2 separate regions of the Sus scrofa genome follow, and region 1 is linked to region 2. Evidence: chromatin contacts called from public Hi-C data. All regions are on one chromosome and are shown on one strand. The core of a region is the stretch at or near the end of the contact, and the rest is flanking DNA. Distances in the headings are between cores, read along the strand shown.

Region 1 (4,368 bases), core at 323-2,822, 570 kb before region 2:
ATATTCTTTCCTTCAAAGACTTTATCTTACAGACATTAGTCATCAACTCAACTTCTAAAAATTGGCTGCTAGGCAGTGCTTTATTTGTTATGTGGAGGATGGTGGCAGGCAGTCTCCTTAGTAAGTTTTCTTTAATGTTCAGATTCTAGGCAAATATTTGCTTCTTAACTATATTATATCCTAGTCTTGGATGTAAAAAGATCTGCTTCCTAATCACAGTTATGCCTGATTGATTTGCTTTGAAACTCATCAAAATATTCTCTATTTGACTTTCATGGGGAAGGGTAAAAGAAAAAGAATTTTGGAAAGTGATTAGCACTTTTGGGGGAAAAAAAGGGGGGAGTTCCCTGGTGGCCTAATGGTTAAGGATTTGGTGTTGCAACTGCTGTAACAATGCTGCCGTGACCACGCAGGTGTGGAAAAAAAAAAAAAAAAAAAACTTTCCTGGCAGAAAATCGAGTCAGGTAAGGGAAAATAATCATAGTAGTTATTTCCACAAACGTAAAAGCAGCAATGATGTAAGTTGCTGAATGCATGGAATTTGAATGTACTATGTTGAAAATGGCTTCTCATATATATATTATAGGAACATTTCTTTCCTTCAACTCTGCATCCAGATCTTTATCTAGATCTTGCTAGTTCTTCCTTTATGTAATTTCTCAAATTTGTTTCTTTTTCATTCATATAGTAGTAATATGGAAATCCAGACTTTAAGCATCTTTAAGGTTGACCTTAAAGTTGCTCTCATTTTTCAGCCCCATTGTCATTTGAATGCATCTTCCTTTATATTTTTATCATAGCATTCTGCAGAGATATTACTACCCTACTTAGAAACTTTCAGTTGCTGCTAGTTGTGTGTTTTTAAATTACTCTAAACCAGTTGTCTCTTAATGCGTCTCAGTTTTCCTACATCCCTTCCTCCCCACCTACTTTAATTGATATTATGTCATAACTCGTTGGTGAGGGAGGAGGGAACCTCTTGGATGTGGGTTCCCTCATCTTATTACCATCATCCGTAAACTGCTGTATCTGTTCCTTCTTTTTTCTTTCTATAACAAAGAAAAAAGTATTCCTAATCCTAACCAACAATAGCTTCTCCACTTGTGCCCTGGATCCCATTCTTTCTTCTCAGGAGACTTTTCTTCTTGATTTACCCCTAAAGTTGTTAAACTTGACAGAAACAGTAATACAATGTACAGTTAAATTTGAAATTCGGATAACAACACATAGTCCCATGCAACATTTGGGACACACTTAGGCTGAAAAAGTATCTGTTGTTTATCTGAAATTCAAATATAACCAAATGTCTTAAATTTTATCTAGCAGCCCTACTTACCTCTCTTATTTACACTTCTAAATGCACTCACATTTACACACACACAACTTCCTTTGACTTGTAATCCCTCTTTAGTTATTTCCATATTTCTCTGCTCTGCTTCACAGCCCAGGTTTTCAAAAGATATGTCTATTCAAACTGTCTCTCCTGCTTAACCTCCCTGTCATTCTTTAGTTTTCCTGAATCCTGCTTTCACTCCCATTACTCTCTCAAGTCACCAAAACCTCCATGCTGCCAAGTCCTGTGAACTATTTTCAGCTGTCATCTTACTAAACTTCTCAGCAGTGTTCGAAATAGCCGACCACTCTTTCCTTCTTGAAATAATCTCCTTTCCTGATATCACCATTCTCTTTGGATTTTCCTCTTACTTTTCTGGTGGCAGCTTCTTAAACTTCAGTTGCTGGCCTTTTTTTTTTTTTTTTTTTTTTTTTGCATTTTAGGGCCACACCAGCAGCATATGGAGGTTCCCAGACTAGAGGTCCAATCAGAGCTGTAGCTGCTGGCCTACACCACAGCTCACAGCAACGCAGGATCCTTAACCCACTGAGTAAGGCCAGGGATTGAACCGCAACCTCATGGTTCCTAGTTGGATTCATTAACCACTGAGCCACAACGGGAACTCCCAGGAGCTGGAAATATAGACATTTAGTTCATGTTAAGAAGAGAGGGCCTCTGAACACTTAAGGTACTTAACCCCCTAAATTTATTAAAAGTCATAAACAAAAGAAAGTATCACGTTCCAAATAAAATCGGTGAGGAAAAGGAGTACTGTAAGACTTTGGGTTAGTAATGTCTCTAAGGGAGTTCCTGTTGTGGCTCAGAGGTAACAAACCTGACTAGTATCCATGAGGATGTGGGTTCCATCACTGACCTTGTTCAGTGGGTTAAGGATCTGATGTTGCTGTGAGTTGTGGTGTAGGTGGCAGATGTGGCTCAGACCTGGCGTTGCTATGGCTGTGTCGTAGGCCGGTGGCTACAGCTCCAGTTTGACCCCCTAGTCTGGGAGCTTCCATATGCTGCAAGTGCAGCCCTAAAAAAAAAAAAAAAAAAAAGATGAACAGATAATATAAAGGTGTTTTGTTTTGGTTTTGATTTAAATCTGATCAGTACTTAGCTTTATTTCAGGATTCAGTCAACTACCATGAAAGACTGAGGAACTATAACAGATTGGATGAGACTAAGGAGACGTGACAACTAAATGCAGTGTGGGGTCCTGGATTGGGTCTCAGACCAAAAAAAAGGGCATTAGTGGAGAAATGTTTGAAATCCAAATAAAGTCTGTAATTTAGTTCATAGTATTATACCAGTGTTAATTTATTAATTTTGATAATTGGCTTTATAGGATGTTAACATTAGAGGGACTTGGGTAAAGTGTATATGGGAATGCTACACTATTTTACACATTTTTTTTCTGTCTATAATTATTTAAAGATTAAAAGTTTTAAAAATGACAACACTGAGTGTAAAAACAAGCCATAGAGTGGAAGATGTTTGCAGAGTACTCATAACCAGAATATATAAAGAACTTATACAGACTAATAAGAGAAAGACTAACAACCCAATGGAAAAATAGGCAAAATACTTGAAAGGCCACTTCACATAAGAGGATATCCAAATGGCCAATTAGCATAAAAATGTGCTTGGCCGTGTACAAAGGTTCCAGTTTCTCCAAGTGGAACTCTTGTGCCTTACTGATGGGTATGTAAAATGGTGCAGCTTCTGTAGAAACAGTAGGTAGTTACTCAGAAAATTAAACAGAAATTACCATATGATCCAGCAATTCCACTTCTGGGTATATACTCAGAAGAATTGAAAGTAGAGCCTTGAACAGATATTTGTACACCCATGTTCATAGCAGCACTATTCCCAATAGCCAAAAGGTAGAAATAACCCAAATGTCCATCAATGGATGAATAATATGTAAACAAAATGTGTTTATACATACTGTGGAATATTATTGAGCCCTGAAAAGGGAATGGAATTCTGATACATGCTACAATATTAGTGGACTTTAAAAACATCACACTGAATGAAATAAGTCAGACACAAAAGGGCAAATATTATATGATTCCACTTATATGAGGTACCTAGTCAAATTTAAAGAAACAGAAAGTAGAATAGTGGTTACCAGGGGCTGGGGGAGAAGGGGAACAAGGAATTATTGTTTAATGGGTATAGAGTTTCTGTTTGGGATAATGAAAAAGTCCTAGGGATGAATAGTGGTGGTGGTTGCATAACAATGCGGTTGTACTTATTGCCACTAAACTGTACACTTTAAAATGGTTAAAATGGCAAGCCTTATGTATATTTTAGTACACAAAACAATGTTATAGGCCTGTAATCCTGATCAACATAGATGCAAAAATCCTGAACAAAATATTACCAAACCAAATTTGACAGTACATTAGAAGAATCATACATCATGATCAAGTGGGATTTATTCCAGAGATGCAAGAATGGTTCAGTATTTTCAAATCAATCTATTAGATACACCACATTAACAAAATGAAGGATAAATATCATGCAATCATCTCCATAGATGCAGAAAAGGCATTTGGCAAGATTCACCATCCATTCATGTTAAAAACGCTCAGTGAAGTGGGTATAGAGTAAATGTACATCAATAAAATATAGGCCATTAAAAATGTGCTCAGTTGCAATGGCAGTGGTAGTGGTGGTAGTGAGATGCAGATTGAAATCATATGACAGAGTTCCCATGTGATGTATTGGGTTAAGAAGCCACTGTTGTCACTGTAGTGGCTTGGGTCACTGCTGTGGGCATGGGTTCAGTCCCTGACCCAGGAACTTCTACTTACCACAGCTGTGGCCAAAAACAAACAAAACAAACAAAAATCACAATGTGACGCTATTACCTAGAATACCTAAAATGTAAAAAGACCCATAATACTAAGCATTAGCAAGAATACGAAGCAGCTGAAACACTGATATCCTGCTGGTAGGAGTGTAAAGTTGTACAAGTATTTTGGAAAATTGCTTGACATTTTCCAGCTGAACACATGCATATCCTATAA
Region 2 (4,355 bases), core at 1,162-3,661:
CATCTGCTTTTTATTTTATTTTTTATCTTTCGTCTTTTTAGGGCTGCACCCTTGGCAGATGGAGGTTCCCAGACTAGGGGTCGAATCAGAGCTGTAGCTGCCAGCCTACACCACAGCTACGGCAACTCAGGATGCAACCCACATCTGCGACCTACACCACAGTTCATAGCAACCTGGCATCCTTAACCCACTGAGCAAGGCCAGGGATCAAACCCGAGTCCTCATGGGTTCGTTAATCACTGAGCCACAATGGGAACTCCAAAACCTTATCTGATTTTTAAACAAATTCTATTTGAACTAGAAAAAACAGAGTTTCCTGGTGGCTCAGAGGGTTAAGATCTAGCATTGTCACTGCTGTGGCTCTGGTTACTGCTGTGGTGCAGGTTTGATCCCTGGCCTGGAGAACTTCTGCATGCTGAGGGTGCAGACAAAAAAGAACAGATAATCCCTCCCCCACAAAAACAAAAACAGTTCACCCATTTTCATCCCACTTCTGGCAACCACGAATCTGTTCTATCCATGAGCTTTTTTTTTTTCCACTTCTTATTATGTCCCATATGTAAGAATGATAATATGGTATTTGTCTTTCTCTGATATTTCACTTAGCATAATGCCCTCAAGATCCATTCATGTTGTCACGAATGGACAGATTTCATCCTTTTTATGGCTGAAAATATTCTACTGTATATATATGTTTTTGCTTTCTTTGGATAAATACCCAAAAGTGGAACTGCTGGATCATACAGTAATCCTATTTTAAATTTTTTGAGGAATCTCTATATGATTTCCCATATTTTCCATAGTGACTGCACCAATTTACATTCCTACCAACATACAGGAGGGTTCCTTTTTCTCTACACCCTCTCCAACACTTATTATTTGTAGATTTTTTTTTGTTTTCTTCCCACGGTACATGAAAGTTCCTGGGCTACGGGTAGAATCAGGGCTGTAGCTGCAGGCCTATGCTGAAGCTTGAGGCAAACTGGATCTTTTTTTTTTTTTTTTTTTTTTTTGTCTTTTGTTGTTGTTGTTGTTGTTGTTGTTATTGTTGCTATCTCTTGGTTCTTGGGCCACTCCCGCGGCATATGGAGGTTCCCAGGCTAGGGGTTGAATCGGAGCTGTAGCCACCGGCCTACGCCAGAGCCACAGCAACGCGGGATCCGAGCCGCGTCTGCAACCTACACCACAGCTCACGGCAACGCCAGATCGTTAACCCACTGAGCAAGGGCAGGGACCAAACCCGCGACCTCATGGTTCCTAGTCGGATTTGTTAACCACTGCGCCACGACGGGAACTCCGCAAACTGGATCTTAACCCACTGAGTAAGGCCAGGGATTGAATCAGGATCCTCAAGGACACTATGTCAGATTCTTAACCCGCTGAGCCACACAGGAACTCCTTTTTTTTTTTTTTTTTTTTTTTTGGTTTTTTGAATGAAAGCCATTCTGACAGGGGTAAAATTATAATCTCACCTTGGTTTTGGTTGCATTTCCCTGATATAGAGCATGTTTCCATGTACCTGTTGGCCATCTGCATGTCTTCTTTGGAAAAGCCTATATTTTATTTATTTATTCATTCATTTAGCTTTTTAAGGCCGCACATACAGCATATGGAGGTTCCCAGGCTTGAATCGAAGCTGTAGCTGCCGGCCTACGCCACAACAGCAGGATCCGAGCTGCATGTATGACCTACACTGCAGCTCACAGCAACGCTAGATACTTAAGCCACTGAGCCAGGCGAGGGATCAAACCTGCATCCTCACGGATACTTCCAGCTTCACAGCTCATTACTGCTGAGCCACAAGGGGAACTCCCAGAAGTGCTTATTTTGTTATTGGATGTTGTGTGTGTATGTATGCTGTGAGTTCTTTATACATTTTTGGTATTAGTCTCTGATCAGATTATGATTTACAAACATCTTCTGTCATTCAGTAGGTCGTCTTGGACGAATCTTGACCAAGCGGATGGTATTCAAGCCTGAGTTCTGTCCTCGAGCTCCTTAGAGGCTGTGAGCTCTCGCAGGTGATCCCATCGCGTCACAAGACCGTGCGTGCTCCTTTCCCTTCAGGAAGCTGGCCTCTCCTCCCTCTCATTCCTGGGTTCTAGGATTTGCTTACCGCCGCAACCTTCACTGTCTCCGTCCAGAGCAAACTGACAAGGCAGGTGCAGTGTTTGAAAGCTGAGCTCACATTGTCTGACATTTCTCTCTTTGAAAGGTGGGGATCCTTGTCTTCGGATTGGAGTTGACCTTCATGACTTTCTTGTAACTTGAGGCGAGTTCAGAGAGGCTAGTTCATGCAGCTTCCACTCGGCTTTCCCAGCAAGGCCCCAATAGCCTTTATAAGGCTGTGGCAAAGGTCGGGGCTGGGATTCGCCCTGGGTTGGCAGGTTAACCGGAAAGCCAGTCATCAGGAGGCTGAGGTCATGTTCCAGGCAGCCGGGCCAGAACTAGGTCCTCCCCTCCCTGCCGCCTCGCCCTCCCCTCAGGGAGCCTCACTTCCCGGACTGGAAAGCAGAGGGCCGCGGACCACATGAGACGCTGAGGCTTTACAGGGGCTTGGATTGCACTGCAGGGGTGCCACCCCCAAGGCGCCAGTTGCTGGGGGGCGGTGTGTGAAAGGGGGGCTGCAAGGTGAGGGAGCCCAGCCACAGCACAGCAGTGGGAGCGGGCCTGGCGCCATCCCCATCTCCGTCCCGCAGGCCCGGGGAAGCTGGCCTCTTGGCCGGTACTTCGTTTTAGGGGCCCTTTAGCTCCTTCCTGGAGGAGAGCCGCACTCTGGGCCGTTTCCTGACTCCCCGTCCCACCCGCAGGTGTGCTGACCTGGCCTCCTCCTCAGGACCCCCTTCCCCAGCTGGGCCACGGATGGTCCCTGCCGTGGAAATCACCTCAAGGCTGAAAACGTCTTCCTCCGGGTCGTGCAGAAGGGCCCTCACCCTTTCTCCTCTGGCACGTCCTGCTGGTCGCCCTCACCATGGAGTCGGAGAGAGAACGGTCAGGACCTTCCTTCAACATTTACTGTATTTTTTGAAAAGGTGTTTTCTAATTATATCGCAGTTACCTTTGTGTGTCTGTGAAACAGAGTCCCTTTTTTCTTCCTCATTTTACTCTGGAAAAACCCCAGATGGAGCTAGTGGGAGTTGACCCATATCACTGCTGATCTGCAGGGTTGGCCTGGGGAATGCTGGGCTTGGCAAGACTGCCTGGGGCCCCCTGGGGGCCAGGGGGTGCAGAGGTGGCTCAGTGGTGTGGGGGGTGGCGTGGAGGGGAAGAGGAAGCTGCCGCCCCATCCAGTCTTTCCTCCTTGGCTTCACCTCTGATTCCTGGAAATGTTTTCCAAAGGCTCTGAGGCCTCAGCTCTGGTTCTGCTCATCCCAGAATGGGCCCTGGGGCCTTGGGCCTGTTGTCAAGCCCCCGCCAGGCTTTTCACTCACTTTGGAGCTATGTCTCCGGGGTCAAACTGCTTTGTCTTGCTTTCTGAAGGGAGAAGCAGCAGAAAGTGCTGGCACTCGTGAGTGCAGCAGGCAGAAGATGTTCCAGCCTCCTGGCAGCCTGCTGGTCCAGCTCCAGGCCCAGGTGGCTGCCGGCTGGATGATTCAGGTAAGCTGTGCTGGACAAACAAGCCAGTATTCTCACCCCAGCAGGTGAGGACTGTAATTAACTCTCCTGTCGTCACTGTACCATCACCTTCTGAGAGTGGGCTTGCCAGGCTCAGAGCCAGGACCCGAGAAGATCGGCAGGAATGTGGTTTTCTTGGTCTATGTCTTCTTGCCCCAGATGCTTCCGGATGCTTCTAGAGCTGGGCTTGGAGTTGAGTCACCAGCACCTGCATTGTCTGATGATGTCACAGAGGCTGCTGGGCTAAAAAAGGTCCCTACTCGGAGCAAGGACAGTGTGGTGCAGAGATGGAAGTGCCTCTTCCTCCTGACCCCAACACCTGTCTTGTCCATCCCTGATGCTCTTTTCCTTCAGGGAATAAACACAAGGCAAACTGAAGAAATTGGCCAGAGAGATCACTGAACTGAAGCCAATATGGTAGCTGAGTGGCCAGGTGTGCAGCTTAGGACCGTCATACCTGCCTTATTTCAATAATACTAGGAAGGAGTTCCTGCTCCTTTTAGGAGGCACAAGGGGTTAAGAATCCAACTGCAGCAGCTGGGGTGGCTGTGGAGGTGCAGGTTCTACCCCTGGCCTGGCTCAGTGGGTTAAAGGATCTGGCATTGCAACGCAGATTCAATCCCTGGCCTGGGAACTTGCATATGCCACAGGTGCAGCCATTTACAAAAAGGTACTAAAAACATAGCTAGTATTTACTGAGCACTTACTACCTGTCAGCTGTTCTAAACACTTCACGTATC

What was found. Hi-C and Micro-C count contacts between places; a contact is called where the count stands out from the background.
Region 1: a contact with region 2 is called in a Hi-C map of skeletal muscle, with 3 times the contacts expected there. The contact joins two enhancer-like sites. A contact is called at or near these places in 6 of 47 Hi-C or Micro-C datasets (embryonic fibroblasts, mesenteric adipose tissue, retroperitoneal adipose tissue and 2 more).

Annotation. Positions count from the first base shown.
Region 1 is chr18:19,343,160-19,347,527 of Sscrofa11.1, reverse strand. All of the region lies in intron 1 of AHCYL2 (adenosylhomocysteinase 3), which reads left to right. Among named protein-coding and RNA genes, the nearest start is that of STRIP2, 90 kb to the right of the region's middle. Within about 2 kb of position 1,572, at least 1 of the 83 cell types and tissues checked has an H3K27ac peak or open chromatin away from gene starts, as enhancers often do. A contact at or near this core is called in skeletal muscle, where this site is marked.
Region 2 is chr18:18,772,922-18,777,276 of Sscrofa11.1, reverse strand. No RefSeq gene overlaps it. Among named protein-coding and RNA genes, the nearest start is that of ZC3HC1, 34 kb to the right of the region's middle. Within about 2 kb of position 2,411, at least 8 of the 83 cell types and tissues checked have an H3K27ac peak or open chromatin away from gene starts, as enhancers often do. A contact at or near this core is called in skeletal muscle, where this site is marked.